Linked DNA regions of Mus musculus: regions 2, 3, 4, 5 and 6 are each linked to region 1. The links are chromatin contacts, called in public promoter capture Hi-C maps. All regions are on one chromosome and are shown on one strand. Each heading gives the region's core, a stretch centred on a gene start, on an enhancer-like site or on the middle of the called end of the contact. The rest is flanking DNA. Distances are from core to core; before and after follow the strand shown.

Region 1 (3,052 bases), core at 389-2,888:
CCATGCCTGCCTGGATGCTGCCATATTTCTCACCATGATGATAATGGACTGAAACTCTGAACCTATAAGCCAGCTTCAATTAAATGTCCTTTATAAGAGTTGTCATGGTGTCTCTTCACAGCAATGGAAACCCTCAGACAATAATTGTCTTAAGTGCAGACCCATTGGTACTATTTCTACCCAAATATACTTTGGTTTTGTCATAAAGATGTTATGGTCCCCAAATATCCATTCTTATTACTGGATTCTCTTAGGGCCTAACACTAGGTTCTAGTAGGATTAAGAGACTAGACTCAGCCACTCATCTTCAATATGCCCTTAATGAAAGAAAGGGGATTTATTCGATGAGGTCACTTTGGAAAGAGGAACAAACACAGAGGCCTAATGATTTCCAAGACTGTCTTTGGGGTTCTGACATGTGGTTTAGGTTTAAACAAAGCAAGAGGGATGTACAACTAAGCAGATCAAGGAACAGTCCTGTCCACAGTTGTCTCAGCTTGTGTCTTCTGCAGAGTGGTCTGACAAGCTGTAAGGATCCTATGAAGTCTCTTCCTGGGAGGTAAGTTCTCCTCTGAATGGTGGGTGGCGGGGGGGGGGGGGGGGGTGGGGGGGTGGGGGGGGGGGTTCTACTGCTTCCATACTGCCAAAGGGAGGGGCACAAGTGCTTCTCTTTTATCTTTGCTCCCACTGTGATTGAAGATAGTATTTCATGGGTTTTACTCCACATTTGGAAATTTCCTCTTTTTTTTTTTTTTTTTTTTCCTACGCAAGTTCCTTGTTTGGAATCTGTTCATCCTCCCCCTGATACAATACACTTTATAAAACCCTGATTCTGGTGAACCCCTTAAACTGGTGACTGAATTAACTAAATGAACCTAACAGCTAGGCTTTATCCTTCTGGACTTTAGACTCAAGTCTAGAGTCCCAGCGCTGAGATTTTTGGTGTGGGTCACCATAGATGCTGGGAAGTATTTTTCAAAGGCTCAGAGGTTAAGAGCACTAGCTGCTCTTACAGAGGACCTTAGTTTGTTTCTCTGTGCCCATGTGACTCAACCCTTCTGTAACTCTGAGGCCCTCTTCTGGCTCCCGAGGGCACCAAGAAGATATGAACCACAGACATGCATGCAGGGAAAACATTCATACACATAAAGGAAAAAACAAAACATTTTTTTTAATCTTTAAAAAGAATCTGGGCATAAGGGCACAATGGCTTGTAATTCCAGCACCGAAAAAGCAGAGGCAGGAGTAACCCAAATTGGAGGCCAATAAAAAGGATAAGAAATAAATAAAATAAAATAAGACACTGACAACTGCCAGCGTCTTTGAAGCTTGAGTTCATGATTGTTCACTAAGCTGGGAAAGCTGATGTCAGGTGCTAAGATCCGGATTCGGGCTCCAAGGGTGTCAGAGGCCAGCTGCACTGGGGACAGCGAGACGACCACCATGACCGTCCTCTCACCGGGCGGGCGTAAGAGAACGAGACGGTAACAGCCTGCACTAGGCACTGGTGGATAAGGAAATACAGCGGACTGCAGACGCCCACTCAGCCCCAGTGTCGCGAGAACCAGGGGCCTGGTGGGTGGGGAGGGGTGTGACATGAAAAGGGGCGGGCCTCCAACCGCCGCCGGGAATTCTGGGACAGGGGTGAAGAGCTAAGGGGCTGCCCCTTTCAGGCACGCCCCTCATTCGGGTTTTTGTTCTGTGCATTTTGGGCCCGCGATTGAGTCTTTGCGCTTGGGCACACCAGGGGGACTGGGGCTGGGGGCTGAGTGGAAAGCACACGCCTGCCTGCGTGGAAGGCCTGTAACGAGTCAGGACGCAGAGGATGAAGGCAGCAGCAGGCAGCCGGAAGCCATCAGCAAGGCAGGGCCTCCGACCTCAGGCTGCGGCTGGGAACCTGGAGAGCAGAACTTACCGCCTGGAGACCTTACCCTTGGAGAGGCCAGTGTTAGGAGGATTTATGACACGCAGCTGCCCTAGCAGTGTGACTCAAGTGGAAACACCATAATGTGAAGGAGTGGTCAGGTGAAGAGAACAGAAGTCCACATTCCATCATAGCAAGGTGCCTCCCCATCTCCCCTCGTTTTAATACATGCTCTTCCCTGTGAGGAGGGAAATCAACTAAGGCCCAGGTGAGTACGAGTTGCCTCTCTCCTGAACTTTTCAGAGCAAATAGATACATAGTAGACCCATCAATGCCTTTGGAAGGAAAGCCACATTTATTGTGTGTTAGTTAATATCTGTACTGTTTTAGCTCTGTGGGCATTGAAGGATTAGCTTACCAGTATACATTTTAAAGATGTGCCAGTCTCATCAGAGAATTTTTGAAATGTGCCCAAGATTATTCAAGAAACAAATAGCAGAACCGGGCGTGGTGGTGCACGCCTTTAATCCCAGCACTCAGGAGGCAGAGGCAGGCGGATTTCTGAGTTCGAGGCCAGCCTGGTCTAGAGTGAGTTCCAGGACAGCCAGGGCTACACAGAGAAACCCTGTCTCGAAAAACCAGAAAATAAAGAAAGAAAGAAACAAACAAACAAATAGCATACCAGCAAATTCTACTGGACGTTTCAAGATTAGATTCAAAATCTGTATCTTCAGGATCCCTAGACTCTTGATGCCGATCTGGTATTTTCTGAACATCTATCTCATTTAATTTTTCACCTAATAATTTTCAGCTTTATCTGTTTTAAAACTTTTAAAACATATATTCATATATAAAATATTTAATATGAATATTAGTAGATATTTCTATATCTTTAAGAAGTCAAGGGGGCTGGAGAGATGGCTCAGAGGTTAAGAGCACTGACTGCTCTTTTAGAGGTCCGGAGTTCAAATCCCAGCAACCACATGGTGGCTCACAACCATCTGTAATGAGATCTGATGCCCTCTTCTGGTGTGTCTGAAGACAGCTACAGTGTACTTATATATAATAAATAAATAAATAAATCTTTAAAAATAAAAAAAAAAAATAAAAAAAAAAAGAAGTCAAAAGTCTGCCAGGCAGTGGTGGTATAGCCTTTAATCTCAGCAGCTTGAGAATAAGTTCTAGGAC
Region 2 (3,052 bases), core at 413-2,912, 2.4 Mb before region 1:
GATTAAAGGTGTGCGCCACCACTGCCCAGCTCCACTTGGTCCCTTTTAATGTGGAGTAGTTTACAGCCCCCGATTGCGTTTCTGGGCTTATTTTGTGGCTTGCCTGCAGCCTCCAGTGCAACCAGGATGGCAGAACATTCCCTGGCAGCCCAACTTGAGGCAGCACAAGTGAGGCAAAACTGCCCAGTACATTCCATGTGACACCTTCCTAGACTTCCTGGGTACACTCCTCTACATCCTTCGAGCTCCATGCAGTTGAGCAAGTCCCCAAAAGAGAGCCTGGTAGAAACAGCTTGACACTAGCAACTCCCCTCAAGGCAACTGGATGAAACTGCTCTCCTTGCTTTCCACTGCCCTAAAGCCATCCCAAGTCAGTCAGTTCAGGTTAGAGCCCCCAGTTTTGCAACCTACACTTTCAGGTGTCATTTCAATGCACTGAGTGCCAGACCCACTTCTACCTGAGTGGGGCTAGACACACTAGAATACCCAAGTCCCTTTATTCGGATCCCGAATTACACAAATCTCCTTGGGTTCCAACCCCTGCTCTACCCCACCCCCACCCAGTAGCCCAAGGTCATCAGGTTAGCAAGTGGTGGGAGACTGAAGCCAGGGTCATGACCACATGCCTGGCTCATTTTGCTTCCACCCAAGGCTTCTCAGGCAACATGCTGTTATGTTCCCCGGTCCTGGCAGTTTGGCCTCCGCCTTCAGGATTCCCAAGGTCCCCAGGAATCTCCCGAATGTGTGCACACCGCTACTACTCACCGTCAGCTGGCTGCTGGAAGTTGACGTAGGCATAACCCAGAGAGCGCCGGGTGATCATATCGCGACAGACCCGGATGGACAGCACAGGCCCCGCAGGGCTAAACTTTTCATACAGCATGGCTTCGGTGACGTCCGAGTGCAAATCGCCCACGTATAAGGAGGCCATGGGGTAGCTGCTGGCTGCAGCGTTCATCTCCCCACCCCCCACGACCCCGAGCCCCGCCAGGAGGACTTCTAACAAGGCCTACTGCAGGACAAAAGGGGCTCCGAGGAGCTATGGCACGCGCCGCAGCGCACAGGTGGCACCAGCGACGCCGGAGAAGGCTGGAGCAGGGAGGCTCCGAGCCGGGACCCGTGTGCGGGACGACTTGCACGGGACTGCAAAAGCCCCAAGACAAAAGGCTCTCAAAAACAATATGGCCCGCTCCTGGAGTTTGTACTCTCCAGCTGTCCTGGCTTGAGGCTTAAAAAATAAAAATTAAAGTAGGAAATCCCCTCGTAAAGGGGGCAAAAAATTTTCAAGAGGCAATCAGATGCTGCGCTCACGGCCGCCTTGGGAACACGCGTTTCGTGATAAATATAGGCCCCGGACTCCCGGCGGTTTACAGTTACAGCAGCCCAGGAAGGGGGAAACCAAATCTTTGCGGGTGCCGGCGAAGGGCAGTGCGGACACGTGGTGCGGCCAGCCGGGGCGCGGGGCTGCCACGCGGCGCAGAGGCGTGCAGGGGCGGGCCGGGCCGAGGGGGATGGCTCACCACCGGACGGACAGACAGACGCTGACGGACAGGCAGGCCGGAAGCTGTGAAAGTCACTTCCCCACGGGCTCCCAGCACAAGTCGCTGTCTGGTTCTTTTTCTTCTTTTTTTCCCTTTTGCTTTTTTTTTTCCTCTTCTTTTCTTTTCTTTTTTTTTTTTTTAAGGTTTTTGAGGCTTTTGTGTTTTTTTTAAGCTTTTTCTTTTTTCTGCTTCAGGCGTGCTGAGCCCAAACGCAACACTGATGGCTGCGACCCGGGGCGGAGAGAGGCGGCTGGAGCCGCCACCGCTCCATTTATACCCTCCCGCCCCGGGCGCTGCTGGTCGAAGGGCGCCTCGAGACCTGGGCGCAGTCGTGCCCGCCCACTCTGCCCCGGGGGCCCAAGGCGGGGCAGTCACACCAGAGTGACCTGGAGCCGCCCGCAAGGTGTCACAGCGTCCCCTTGCGTTTGGAGGACCAGCAGCACGCACCTGTATGATTCTCTTTCTGCAGTGTATGGATTGAGTCATGTCCTCCCCAAGACCCACACGCAGGTATAATGTTTAAAACATCCATGAAATGCCCAAATCTACACAAAGGGATGCTAAAGTACAGCTACTAGGTGGCCCAATACATGGTTGAGCTGAATACGTAAGACATACGAAAGTTTTAAGAACATATAACCTTGAGGTTGGATTTTGGAGGTCATTAGAAATGGTGGTGGTATCTTAGGTGATGAGACTGTTTTTGAAAAGATGAACAAATCTTGCCAAAGCTTTTATAAAACAAAACGTGACTGTCCGCTCCTGTTTTGTTCTGGTGGCACGCCTACAGCTTAGTTTGTGCAAAAGGAGAAGAGGAGAAGAAAGGTGTATTTGGGCTCATGGTTCTTGTATAAGGGAGCTATCTCTAGTGATGTCCTTACAAGGCATCTCGTGGCGACTCATGGCACAACACAAAGAGAATGCATCTGTGCATGTGAAACAATGTTTTTGTTACTATGTAAACGCTAGTTAAGAGTTTACGCTTAGATGATGAAGGGTAATCATTGACTTTTTACCCAAATGAAGGTTTCACTGACCATTTGAAGATCATGTTATCTCATGAGACTAAATATGTGGAGTTATAGCAGTATTTCCTTACTCCATAAGTGCCAGGGACCATTTTTTTTTCTATCCTTATATTCACTCAAACCAGAAATTAGCAAAAGCTAGACAGATACTCGTCTACTGGTTGAAGCAAACAATTGAGGAAATATAAGTATTTAATCAATCAATTCATTCCAATAAATGGCTAATCAGAGCTCCCCCCCCAGCAGATGCCATGGTTGCCATGGTTACCATGGTATACAAGTAAGAGTCCCTCCTTACCTCTGAGAATAATTTCTGGTGACTATATTAAATAAAGAAGCCTTGCTAGGTGTAGTGACTCACACCTTTAGTCTCAGCACTTGGGAGACCGATCCCCCCTGAGTATTTGTGACCAACCAAATGGATATTGCAAGTTCCAAGCCAGCCAGGGCTACATAGTGAGACCGGTCTTTTAAAAAAAAAAA
Region 3 (3,052 bases), core at 199-2,698, 2.1 Mb before region 1:
GAATCTCTGTGAGCACCCTGCTGGGAACTGAACACACATTCTTGTGACTATCAAACAAGTGTTTTACTACTGAGCCACACTCTCAGTCCCACAACTCTGCTTAATATTACTCTATTGAATTCTTAATCAGCACTTTGAGATAAATACTATTACTATCAATTCTATTTTACTGAAGAGTTGGAATACAGAGTGGCAAACTAATTGGCCTTAAGAATTCACAGAGCAGGCAGAGAGCTGGCTCAGCAGTTAAGAGCACTGACTGCTTTTCCAGAGGTCCTGAGTTCAAATCCCAGCAACCACATGGTGGCTCACAACCACCTATAATGGGATCTGATGCCCTCTTCTGGTGTGTCTGAAGACAGCTACAGTGGACTCATAAATAAAATGAACAAATCTTTAAAAAAAAAGAACTAACAAAATTAGGAGACAGTGAGCAAGCATCGTAAGGTAAAACGACGTCTTCAAGACTGGGCCATTCACCACTGGGTGCTCACTGGATGCCTTTCTGGGTGAAACAGTCCCCAGCACAGGGCATCAGGATACTTTAGCAACAAATGCTATCAGGTTAGCTAGCCAGTTGCCACACCCATTTCTCAGGCCTAATGAGAGATCCTACCAGCAGCCAACCATGAGGTCCGACAGGAAACCTCCCTCCCTCTGTCCTTTCAACCTTCTCAGCAGCAGTCTCTCTTTAGTCTGCACATTTCATCCTACCCTACGCTGGTTATCTGAGAACCAGTATTCTCCTTCCCTTCTTTCCTGAATCACTAAGGAAGCACTACATGGGGTCTAAGGCAAGGTGTGGTGGCTGACACAGTAAACTTGGGAGCTCACACTAGTGCTCAGTGTCAGCCACCAGTGGTTCGAAGCACTTGACACATAAAACCCTAGTATTCTCCGTTTTGTCTCAGACAGACTCTGGACCGAAGCATTTACCTGCCTGGTCAGCATGGAGCCAGAGGATGCATGGGTTAGGGAACCTGAGAGGGCCTCCAAGAGGACCACCGCCTTCCTCTGCGTGCTGACGATGAAGGAATTCACTGTGAGAGATTCCTGTTTCTTCAAACACTTGCAAGCTCCTACGTTGTTTAAAAAAGGGGGTGGAGTGGGGAACCCATTAGGAATATTCATTCTCAACTAGAATAAAGAGAAAGACTGTCTCGAAGAAAGCTTCATTTTTCAACTTCATGCATAAATTCCCAAAGCACGAAGCTCCGGCTTTACTCTAATCCCAGAGCTATTCAGAAAGGCACCTAAACTCTGGGTGAGAAATAACACTGTTCTTTTAAAAACACATTCTAGAATTAGTTAAAGGAGTTCAGAAATAACAGGTTTCTTCTGTACAAACAGAAGGAGACTTACTTTCAAGTGAGCAGTACAAGCTTGTTTGGGACACTCTGTACAAGCCAACAAGTCTGGTCTCGCTGGAGTGCCTTTCCCACAGTGCCAAGCATGCTGCACATCCAGCTCGGCCACTTTCTCTTTAGCTATGGCTCGCAGTAATCAAGAACACTGGCTAATCCACTACACTCTCCTGGAACAGAGGCTATCAAAGAGTGAGCCCACACACTCATAATTAAGCTGCTGTCCATGTCTGTGTGCAGTCTGCTGTATTACAGCAGCAGGTAACTGAGCTCCCAAAGCCACAGTCTCACTTGGATGGCTGCAACTTATCAGCTGGAAGGCAACCTTTCCCTTCCTGACCTACTTTTGTTTCCTGAAAACCCAACACTAGAGGGAAACCCCTTTTTGTTCAATAACCATGGTCACTCAAAGAACATCTATAAGAAAAAAAACCTAACAGTACCTCACCTACTTATGGAAAGAAGTCTACAGACTCCACCCAAAAGAGCTATGATAAAAGTTCTCCATCTTTCTGACAGGATAGACCCTAGAGTTCTTGCTTGGAACTTAGTGATTCTTCTTAAGGCACAGTTCTCAAGCAGCATAAAAAATAAAAATATGAACCAGGTGGTGGTGGCGCACGCCTTTAACCCCAGCACTTGAGAGGCAGAGGCAGGTGGATCTGAGTACAAGGCCTGGTTTACAGAATAAGTTCCAGGACAGCCAGAGAAACCCAGTCTCAAAAAACTAAAGAGAAAGAAAGATCTGATCAGGAAAGCAGAGAAAACTAAAGACAGACTCTAAAAATAAATAAATAAATAAATAAATAAATAAATAAATAAATAAATCACAGCATGCAGAACTGTCAATGGAGTGTTCACTACAATGTTCCTGAGCTTAAAAAAAAAAAAAAAGGAAAGGTTTGGATTGAAATAAAATGTGTCGAGTTGGGCATGGAGATAAATGCCAGATTCCAAACACTGCTGATACAGAAAAGAGAAGACTAGGAATTCAGGGCCGCCCTCAGCTAAGGCAGTCAGGACTACATGAGATCTTGACTCAACAACAGGAAAAAAAAAAAAAGTATGCCTAAGTACAAACTGCATTTCCCTAGAACATCCTTCTCACCAGGGTGACAGCACCTTCGTGAGGTGAAGGTCAGAACGTAGCCCTCCAAGGAAACCTCTGTGTGGAAAACCTTTCTCCTTTAATGTAAAGTTTCATTGGAAGAGATCACAGTGGGGTGGGGACACTCTTAAATGGCTCTTCTAAGGTGGAATAATGGAAAAGTATTAAGAAACACTGGTCTTAGCAAATCTTTAGAGAAGAACACTTTCTAAGCCCCGACACCACTGTTACCATAGCAAGTGATGTGTGTAGCTAGCACCCACTAAATCCTTCCTTAGATGGTCTCCTGTGCCAGCCACGGGAGCCACTCCCAACGCTGCAGAGAAACAAAGCAACACAGGAAGCTTCAATTCTGAAACCCTCTGAGAAAGCATGTGAGGAGTTTATTCACCACCTCTCTTCCCTGCTACAAAGTTTCCATGTGCAAAGGTGAGCTGACTTGTAAGACAGCGTATAAACACCACCTCCCACTGGGAAAGCTACTGGGCCACAACCCAGCATTGCACAATCAAATTATGAAACTCAAGTCACAATGTAAAAGGATTGCATGCCAGAAAAATTTTATATGAAAACTGTTATA
Region 4 (3,052 bases), core at 230-2,729, 2.1 Mb before region 1:
ACTCTATGTTTAGCCAGACTAACATTCCCCAATATAAGGAGTTTGGTCTAATGTACATATACACACACACACACAGTCACCATAGTTTTCACTGTTAACATATTTTTTAAACACTTGTAATAAGTGCTTCACATATATTTCATTTAATGATCACAAGGTTGTTTTTTATATTCTTCCTATTTTAGCAAAGGAACAAAGGTATCTTTGTTCATGTAGCAAAAAGTTGGGGGAAAAAAAATCTGGCTGAGATTCAGTTCAAGCTAAACTCTTTATCTCCCTAAGCTGGCACAAAGCAGGCTGCAAACAACTATTTGTTACATTACCTTACCTTTTAGTATAAGCTGATGATCTTATCATGGAAAAATAAATTATGAGGGTAGAAACAATGTCAGGAGCCTTATGAGGTAAAGTGGGGCAAAGAATTAATTACTAATTTTAGGTTACTAACCATGAGTTCTGCGACTGGTTGTATATGTTCGACACCTTTGAACATGCCTAACAGCTGTTGTAATTCTTCTCACATTCACCCAAAATGTCACCTACTCTCTAGCTCAAATGCTCCTACATCCCCGAAAGTCCTCTCGCAAAGAGGACAAAAGGATTAAAAAACAAAAACAAATAAACAAAAAAGCCCTCAGGTTCAGCCAATATTTACCACAATGTCTGACCTTCGAGCTGGCCTCCCTCTCTCCACTGTAACACTCCAATGTCTCACTTATTAAATACTTTAGCCTTGTGATTGTGGGGCAAATGACATTTCCTCCACTTTACAAATATAATATTCAAGTAAAGGGCACTGTTGATCTGAAGTCACGAAGCCAGTGGCTGCCTCTGACTGCTCTAGTGCCCAAGAAGACACTCACAGGTGGCATCTGACTTACCTTGGGCTAGAATTAGAATTATGGCAAAATTTGGGAATAATTAACTTACTGAAATTCACCGGATGTCAACCTTAAACGTTCCACTATCTCTCCTCCATTTATTTGCAATGTGCCACGCACAAGGTCACTTCACCTCCCCAGCCCCCAACATTTTTATCCATAAATGAAACTGTTGGTACTATCTACGAAAGAGTAATGGCCTGAGAAGTTACTTAGCGATCACAGGACACAATGGACACTGTCTGCCATTGGAATGGGTACCTAGCAGGTGTGGGTTCCTTTCATCTGGATCCCCATACGCCTCGAGGTTCACCCACTACAGCCACGCGACAGGGTGTCCCCTAGTCCAGAGGCCCGCACGCGACCTCCAGGGTTCCCAGGCCCCCGGGCCAAGCACGCTGCCATACCTGCATGGAGTCGGCGCTGACGATCTCGCCGCCGAGCCGCTGGCCTAACTGCAGAGCCAGGGTGGACTTGCCAGTCCCAGTAGCCCCGAGAATCACTACAAGTGGCAGTGTTCGCCGCAGGCCTCGGAATCCAGAGCTCACAGGAACTGCTCGTGCAGCAGCCGCAGCCGCCATCTTGAAGGCATCTGAGCATGCGCCGAAGCAGCTGTCCCCATGGCAACAGTCAGTGCGCCGGCGCGGATCTCCGGCTCAGAACGCGGGGAGGGTGGAAAGGAGGAAACTGTGGGACAAAGGTACCAAGCTTAGGAGGCCCATGACGTAACTGCCTTCGACTAGCTGAGATTAGCCCACCGACTTGCTTTCTCAAAGGAGAGATGGCAGCCCATCTAAAATATTTCTGTCTACATTGCGTCCAGGCACCCAATTCTTTTTCCTCATAGCATTAATTCAAGAATAAAACTGTATAACTGGCCTCTGGTTTATTGTCTGAGTTCTACCACAGGCTGTTAATTTCACAAAGACAAGAAGCACATTCTGACTAGTTCATTGCTGAGTCTCCTGTGCCTAGCACAGGCACCCACCAATGATTAAATGGACAGAGAAACGACTTGCCTACCTTAGCGTTGGATTTAATAAGCTCAGAGAGTGTCCGATTCTCAGTCATTCTTCAAAATCAGATCTGTCCAATTCTCAGTCAAGAGCATGGCTCTAATGTTTGAATTCCACACTCATTTAGACACAATCAGAAAGCAGGACAAAGCTCTGCGTTGGCATAAAGCAGTCAAGAGATAGGCTTAAAAGCAAAAGAACAAGCAAGTGAATGACAACCCAAAAATTAGAAGAGGAAGCAGAAGAAAATCAAAGGGTAAAGCAGATACAAGTGAGGGAAAGAAAAATCAGAATCAAGGATGGCCAGACTTCAAGATTCCACACACCACTTTGAGAAATGGCTTTAAGAATCCAGAGAGATGGTTTAACATGTAAAGTTGCTGGCAGCCAGATCTGATGACCTGAGTTCAATCTCCAGGATCCGCATGTGGAAGGAGAGAGCTGATGCTGACCTCTGTACACACACACACACACACACACACACACACACACACACACACACCACACACACTGAAGTTTAAAATTAAGAAAGAATGGTTATGGAACCCGATGAACCTAGATTCAAATTCCAGCTCTCAGACTTATCAGCTGAGAGCTGATTAATTCTCATCAGAATTAATTCCATTAGCAGCATTTTTTTTTCTCTTTGTCTGAAGACTGAACCCAGGCCCCCCCTGGGTGCTGAATATACACTCTAGCACTGAGCTGAGCACACTTCAGACCCTTACTTCACCTCTTAACCTCAGCAATTTTATCTTTCCATTCTTCCAAGGATTGCCATAAGGAAAAGGTGAAATAATGTCTGGAAAGTGCTTGCTTCAAATGCACTGGCACATAACAACCACCATTTGTTAAACAGTTTGTGTTATTATAATTGTACAATCCCATCTGCCTCCCTAAATAAGTAAGAGCAAAAGCCTAAGGGCAGAGAATCTTTCAATAACGTGTAAAGATGCTTAAATACCCCTTCTGCTAACCTCTAGCTAGTTGGGCAGTTTAAGGGGTCTGAGGATGCAGGTTTAGTGGTAGAGCATTTGCTTAGTCAGCATGAGGCTCTGGGTTCAGTCAGCACTTGGGATGGGGGCGGGGGCATAAGTGCTTTTTCTCTGAGACTGCTTCGGTCTAGCTCCTAGGTAAAGCCACGAGTAGTCTGAT
Region 5 (3,052 bases), core at 301-2,800, 2.1 Mb before region 1:
TTCGAGTGGAGGAAGGCTTTTGGTTCTGCTCAAAAGGTATCTCAGTCTTTTCTCCCTTAGGGAAGTGTGAGTTTCCCAGGGAAAGAGGCAGCAACAAAAAAGCTTCAAGCTTGGAGTGACTCTTAAGGGAACCCTTTCAACCTCCCAAGGACAGAAATCCCCTACAGTCCAACCCGAGTATTGTCCTCTCTAAGCGCCAACCCTCACCAAGTCGCCCTGGTCCCCTGGGGCTCCAATCACCATCAGAGGGACGCTGGCTCCCTCCCCACTTCTCCAAACTGTTTACCAACACACCCACGTGCCAGACAGACACAGCTGGGGGCTACACCGACAGCTTCAGTCAGAAAATGGGGAGGTGATGGGAAGGTTTAAGATCTAATGCCTGATTTCAAACAGCGGTAGATAGAGCTCTGGCCACCCAAGGGGTGCCTCCCTCTTAGCTAGCCCCCGGGTGGTCCTTACCAGAATCGCTGGGGCTCTCGGACCCGGAGCAGGCCTGAGTCTTGGGCTCGCCCAGCTGACATTGGGTGGCGGGCGCCGGGTTACTGGCTTCCAGACTAGGAGTGCCGTCCGGGGTAGCGGGCGCTTTGGGCGGGTTCCCCCGGGGCGCGCCTGGGGCCAGCCTGTCGCTCACCACTCTCTCCAGCCGTTCTCGGGCGGAGAAGCCGCTCCACATGCAGTCACGGCGAATGATGGAAGCATAATTCCTGCCCCAGGCTTTCGAATGGCCCCGAGATTCCGCCTCGTCCCCGGCACCCCCTCCAGGCCACGGCTCCCCGGGATTAATCCCAGAGGCTGGGTCCACGGCGCCGGGACCGGAGCCCCAGGGCGGCGACGTGGGGGGCGACGGCACCAGCTCGAATTTCTTCCAGATGTCCTCGCTGGGCGCCGTGGAGCGGTAGAAATCCTCTCCGCAGTCATAGTCGTAGAAATAGTGCTGATACGAGTCGAAGTCCATGTCCGCTCCCTGCGGGAGGGAAGGGGGAGACGAGCTGACTGCGGTGCCCGCCGAGGGAAGAGGCGGCTCCGAGTCCCTCGCTGCAGCTGGCTGCGGGGCTCTGGTCTCTCCCCAGGCCCACCAGCTTGCAGCCCGCGCCCTGGTCCCTGCTCCTGGGAAGCCTGGCCTGGGGTCAGCTCGCTCAGGGCAGCTCGCAACGGGCCGACCAGGCTGAGGGGAGCGAGTTCAAAGCAAACTTTGCCAGCACCGCCCGGAGCTCAGCTCCGGGGGCACAGCAGGGCCGGGCGGGGGCGCGCTGTCTCGAAGGCAGTCTGCAGCCTTGCAGCCCGCCAGTCCCCTGGGGACCCCTGCCCGGGCCACCCGCAGCCTCACCTCGCTCCCGCCGCCCGCCACCTGGAGCGGAGCGGCTCCCCGCCGGCTCGGGGAAGCCCGGCAGCCCGCACACACACACATGCGCGCCACCGAGCGCGCGGCCCCGCACTCACGAGCGCGCCCCCCGTGCGCGCGCCCCCCGCCTCGCTCGCACACGGCAGCCAGGACGCTCCCGGGATCGACGCGGGAGCGCGATCTGCAGGCGCATTGTTTCCCGACTGCTTTATATCTCGTCGCGTGCCCGGGGCTTGGGGACCAGGAGGGGGGGTGGTCCCTAGGAGACAAGCCCCTCCCCCTCCCGCCCCTCTCTCCGCTGGCGACAGGTGGGGCCGGCCCCACCTCCTGGCTGAACTGGTCGTTTCTATTCTATCCCTTGAAGCTCCCTAATAAATTGTACGCTGGGGAGCGCAGAGCAGAAGAGCTGATGCAGCCCCGCAGTCTCCTGGTGGAGGCGTGACTGTTCGAGAGGCTCCCGCGGTCCAAGCGACTTAACTAAAGCGGCGCTCCGCGCCTACTCAGAGCCAAGGACTAGAGCTGCTCCCTGCCCCACCCTGCTAGTCTACTTCCCGGGGCGCGCCCCACCAGGTTCAGGTGCGTCCCACCCATGACAGAGGAGGTGGTGGTGGTGATGGTGGGGCACACACTGCACCTCCACCGCGCCACCTGGTGGCCCTCGGCCCTGAACCCAGGCTTCTTCAACCCATTGCTTCAGTAACCATTAGCCCATTCTTTAGCTCAGTGGCTTAAACCTTGAATAGCAGTGAAGATTCCGAGCTAGAAAGCCTGCAGTATATATAATCCCTCGGAGCCCCAATTTTACTTGTGAAATGAAGGAATGGTAATGACTTCACAGGATCGCCGGGCTGAATTTGTTTACTAAAAAGATAGAGCACCTTAGGAAAGGACATGAGAGAATTCGAACAACAGCAGCTTTATCCCTGGGGAGGGTAGTGAGACCTCTGTCATCCCCCAGGTCATAGCTGACACTTGACCCTTCCTTCACAGCCCTGCCTCCCAGAATTCATCCTCCACACAAAACTCTCCTAACGGCTGTTTTAGAGATAGGAGTGTAGGGGTGTGGAAACTTCATTCAGGCCCCTGTTTTGTGCTTCCTAGCTGTGGGATCAAAGTGTTTGAAGTTTTGCATGACATCCCTGGCCGAGACGATGGAGATATATATATATTTCCTTTGTGTTATCATAAACAGGCTACCTTCTGAGAAAGGAAAAGACTAACTAATTTAGGTCCAAGGAAGGTAACTTAGGATAGCAGCCAATTCATCTAGAATCCTACACCTGGCATCAAGGTCTGGTGTCTGGTTGTCTGCCATCCTTCTCTTCCTCCTACTCTTTTTGTCTAACTACTCAGAACTACAGGCTGTTGCCATCCTAACAGACTGAAGCCAGAAGGATAAACACGTCCCGTTGTTTTGGGCCAGGGAGGTGTGAGATGACCCACGAGTTGGGTGAGAAGACAGGGGGTGTGTGTGACTCTCCATTTTCCATTTGTTGTGTCTAAGGTGTGTGTAGGACATCCTTGAAAGCAGGAATTGGCTCGCTTTGTAGTCCCTGCACCTAGAATGACTTCTGGCAATATTTACGCACTGGCTTCCTGAGTGACCTAGCCAACCAGATTTTATTGAGACGGCCTGTATGCCCTGCTCTGTGCTGTACTGGGAGGCCCAGAAAAGGCTCCTGATTTGGTTGCAGCCTTGGTGCAGAG
Region 6 (3,052 bases), core at 368-2,867, 2.0 Mb before region 1:
TTGTACACAAGGAGGTTAATAAAGTTGTTCAGGAACAACTAGATAGCCCGTCCATGGAGGTGCCTGGGGTTTTTCTGAATGGGCTGGCTCCTCTGGTGCTTCAGCTCACACTCACTGTGATTTAGTGGGATATGGGAGTGAAAGAGATAGAGTTCTTATTTTCAAGGAGGGCATAATCTGGCTCGGTTATTCAGATCACTTCTGGAATGCTGCCATTCAAAGGAGTGAAGAATTTAGGGCTGGAAGAGACTGTACAGGACTCCATAGCTTCCCTCCTATAGTATGGAAGAGAGAGAGGGCAGTGTGACAGTGGGGACAACAGGCCTTCTTACAGTCTTCACTATTTCCCTTGGCTTGTTTCTGGACAGTGATGTGCCAGGGCACACAAGGGTGCTGTGGCCATTGTGGAGGAGTCAGATCTCAATAGCTCTTCCCTGCAATCTGAACTAAGAGGAGGGGAAAAAAAAAAAGCTTGACACTGAGAAACACAGGTCCTGTGTGAGCGGTCTCTGAGAGTCTAAGCAGTAACTTCACTGAAGAGGGAGAGCTGGACTTGACCCAGGCTCCTGGGGATCTGTGAAGGCTGGAGTGCCATTAGCAGAGGTGGAAGGAAAGGCAGCAAAGACCGTTCTCTGCTGGCACCTATGCCTGGCCTCTGTTTAGATGATGACGGTCCTCCCTTCTTTCAAGGACCACATTCCTCTGCATGCTCTTTCTCAAAGCTTTTCTTTTCTCTTCTCTCTTTTCTTTTCTTTTCTTTTCTTTTCTTTTCTTTTCTTTTCTTTTCTTTTCTTTTCTTTTCTTTTCTTTTCGACACAGAGGGCTGCTGGCGTCTTGTATCTCCCAGGGCTTCCTGTCTGGGAGCACAGACATAGCTCAGCCTTCTGTAATTTATGCTGAGGGGCAGAGCAGGAGAGTTATGAGTAAAGACTTTGGAACTGGACAAAACCTTTCTGGCCTGTCTGTGTCGCAACAGCTGTTCTTCTTGTGTCCCCCTTTCCTGGGTTGTAAAATGGGGATAATAATAGTACCACCCTCAGATGGCGTTCATAAGCACCCAGTGAGGTCATGTTAAGCCTGTTAGAAAGCTACCCATAAACGGCTGCTGTGGCCATGGCTCCTTCTTAGAACTTGCGAGTTCCCCTGCCTGGAAGCGGTAGCCACTGGACTTGGTAATTTTTCTGTCCCATTGAAAAAGGCCCCTACTTTTCAAAGGGAGGAAGAGGAAATTGTCGATCTTGAGACACGAGGGACATTGATAATGAAAGTTACAGCCCATGGCCTCAGGTTTGGGGGAGGGGAGAAGCCACCTGACTCCGGATTTTAAAAGGAGCTGATGGGGATTCAGAAGTCAAGGGCCACAGGCTCTACTCAGGGAAAACTCACTCTGGGGGACCTCGGACAGGTCACTTTCAGCCTGGGACTTCAGTTTCCTCGGGCGAGTCAGGTGGGTTTCTCAGCTTTGCTTAGGTAGTTAGGAGCACGCGGTGTGGGTTGCCGGCTTTGAGAACGTGGCTGAGCAGCGAGGCTCCGCCAGCCGAGATGGGCAGGCGCGTGCAGGGATTGGCTGGAGGCGCAGGCCCGAACCTTTAAGAGGCGCGGAGGGGACGTGCTAGGGAGTTTTCATCGCCGGCGTTCCTGGTTTGCTAAGTGCTAGCGAACGTAGTAGTGGCTGGGGCTGCGCCTAGGATCGGAGCCACAGGCGAGTGCCGGCCGGCAGAACACAAGAGCATCCCGGCGTCCCGGTCCCACGCGGCGTGGCCCGCGGGTCATGGCCAAAGGAGAAGGCGCCGAGAGCGGTTCCGCGGCGGGGCTGCTCCCCACCAGCATCCTCCAAGCCAGTGAACGGCCGGTCCAGGTGAAGGTGAGGTCCCGAGAGGAGGGCAAGGGGTGGTGGGCCGGCCGGGATGTGGGTATAGGGGCGTCGGAGACTAGGTCTGGCCTTGGGACACTTGGCGGTAACAGGGTACAGCGAAGCTTGAAAAAAGCAAGGAGTGCTCTGGGACCGGGAGTGATGGAGAAAGTCTGAAGCCCCTTTGCACACCCCTACAATGGGTTTGCGCCAAGAGAGGCGCCGGCAACTCTACGCGGCGTGGGGCTCTCCCCAGCGCTCTAGGTTCTACTGTGCTGAGCCACACTAGTTTCTCTCCCTAGACCTGAAGAGACCCCAGAAGTCTGAGAGTCCCTTTGGTTCTCCATCTCTCACCACCCCCCACTCTCGTGCTTTAACTCTGAGGAGGGCCACTCAAGTTCATTCATAAGAACAAGGGCTTTGCTCTTAAAGGAGCCGCATACCGAAAGCGTTTGTGTGACTGAGGGTTCACATGCACAGAGCTCCGCGTGTCTCGACATCCTCTCTCTCCGATCCGTTCTAACTCTTTGGATCTATTTAACCACACCATGAAACCATGCGGCCCCAGGAAAGGAATCTCTCACAATATAGCTAATTGGGAGGTGCTTAACTTTTCCTTTTAATTTTATTAACTGTTCTTGGAAGAAACGAGTAAGCAATTATGCTGTTACCATGTATGAGTAATCTCTACTTTCCCTGGGCAACCTCAGCCTCCCCTAGTGCTCCACCCGGAGAGGGCTGAGCCCTGCACCTGGAGCCCTTTTTACCCCTCTCCAAGGTCCCCTAGGAGCTGGAAAGGGTGCGTGTTAGGCAGATGGATGGTAGGACTGCTCAAGGGTTTGCCTGGAGCTGAAGACTCCCTACAGGGGCCCGGGAACTTTGGGACAGATTGAAAGAACAGCTGAGGATGCAGCGGGCTGGGCGCCCCCCCCCCTTCTGGTGCACTCATCCAGGACGCAGGTGGATCCTAGCTGCTGCGGGGCGTCAGGGAGGGAGCCTGGGCTGGGCTCAGGGAACTTTTGGCAGCAAGAGGATTTTCAGGTTGTGGCAGCTAGTGCCAGGTAGGGACAGGCCCATTGCTACCGCATGCTCTTTCTGGGTAACTTGGAAAGGAGCTGAGGGCCTGGGAGAAGATTTTATTTATTTATTTATTTATTTATTCATTTATTTTCTTACTTATTTGAGACAGGTTTCTCTTTG

The links. Promoter capture Hi-C pulls out the DNA fragments that hold promoters and counts their contacts.
Region 2: a contact with region 1 is called in a promoter capture Hi-C map of liver, with 7 times the contacts expected there. The contact joins the promoter of Pabpc4 here to the promoter of Exo5 in region 1. A contact is called at or near these places in 6 of 39 promoter capture datasets (the C10 cell line, cranial neural crest, hippocampal neurons and 3 more).
Region 3: a promoter capture Hi-C map of liver shows a contact between it and region 1, with 3 times the contacts expected there. The contact joins the enhancer-like site here to the promoter of Exo5 in region 1. A contact is called at or near these places in 4 of 39 promoter capture datasets (the 3T3-L1 cell line, cranial neural crest, hippocampal neurons and 1 more) and 1 of 9 other capture datasets (liver).
Region 4: a contact with region 1 is called in a promoter capture Hi-C map of pre-B cells. The contact joins the promoter of Trit1 here to the promoter of Exo5 in region 1. A contact is called at or near these places in 11 of 39 promoter capture datasets (3T3-L1-derived adipocytes, the HPC-7 cell line, cranial neural crest and 7 more), 2 of 484 Hi-C or Micro-C datasets (B cells and cranial neural crest) and 3 of 115 datasets of contacts at active chromatin or transcription factors (all in embryonic stem cells).
Region 5: a contact with region 1 is called in a promoter capture Hi-C map of pre-B cells, with 5 times the contacts expected there. The contact joins the promoter of Mycl here to the promoter of Exo5 in region 1. A contact is called at or near these places in 10 of 39 promoter capture datasets (the 3T3-L1 cell line, 3T3-L1-derived adipocytes, cranial neural crest and 6 more) and 7 of 115 datasets of contacts at active chromatin or transcription factors (acute myeloid leukemia, embryonic stem cells, forebrain and 1 more).
Region 6: a contact with region 1 is called in a promoter capture Hi-C map of stem cell-derived epiblast-like cells, with 8 times the contacts expected there. The contact joins the promoter of Mfsd2a here to the promoter of Exo5 in region 1. A contact is called at or near these places in 10 of 39 promoter capture datasets (the HPC-7 cell line, cranial neural crest, embryonic stem cells and 6 more), 1 of 15 datasets of contacts at CTCF or cohesin (large pre-B cells), 1 of 484 Hi-C or Micro-C datasets (B cells), 3 of 115 datasets of contacts at active chromatin or transcription factors (astrocytes, embryonic stem cells and large pre-B cells) and 2 of 9 other capture datasets (embryonic stem cells and liver).

The regions. Positions count from the first base shown.
Region 1 is chr4:120,923,591-120,926,642 of GRCm38.p6, reverse strand. It overlaps Exo5 (exonuclease 5), which reads left to right and starts at 1,638. Exons shown (of 2, transcript NM_028457.2): 1 at 1,638-2,132.
Region 2 is chr4:123,281,521-123,284,572 of GRCm38.p6, reverse strand. It overlaps Pabpc4 (poly(A) binding protein, cytoplasmic 4), which reads right to left and starts at 1,662. Exons shown (of 15, transcript NM_130881.3): 1 at 766-1,662. The coding sequence starts at 958.
Region 3 is chr4:123,044,902-123,047,953 of GRCm38.p6, reverse strand. Trit1 (tRNA isopentenyltransferase 1) reads right to left here. Exons shown (of 11, transcript NM_025873.3): 5 at 937-1,079. Among named protein-coding and RNA genes, the nearest start is that of Trit1, 30 kb to the right of the region's middle. Within about 2 kb of position 1,448, at least 43 of the 459 cell types and tissues checked have an H3K27ac peak or open chromatin away from gene starts, as enhancers often do. A contact at or near this core is called in liver, where this site is marked.
Region 4 is chr4:123,015,020-123,018,071 of GRCm38.p6, reverse strand. It overlaps Trit1 (tRNA isopentenyltransferase 1), which reads right to left and starts at 1,479. Exons shown (of 11, transcript NM_025873.3): 1 at 1,289-1,479. The coding sequence starts at 1,462.
Region 5 is chr4:122,994,429-122,997,480 of GRCm38.p6, reverse strand. It overlaps Mycl (v-myc avian myelocytomatosis viral oncogene lung carcinoma derived), which reads right to left and starts at 1,550. Exons shown (of 3, transcript NM_001303121.1): 1 at 1,331-1,550; 2 at 463-967. The coding sequence starts at 1,411.
Region 6 is chr4:122,959,753-122,962,804 of GRCm38.p6, reverse strand. It overlaps Mfsd2a (major facilitator superfamily domain containing 2A), which reads left to right and starts at 1,617. Exons shown (of 14, transcript NM_029662.2): 1 at 1,617-1,864. The coding sequence starts at 1,772.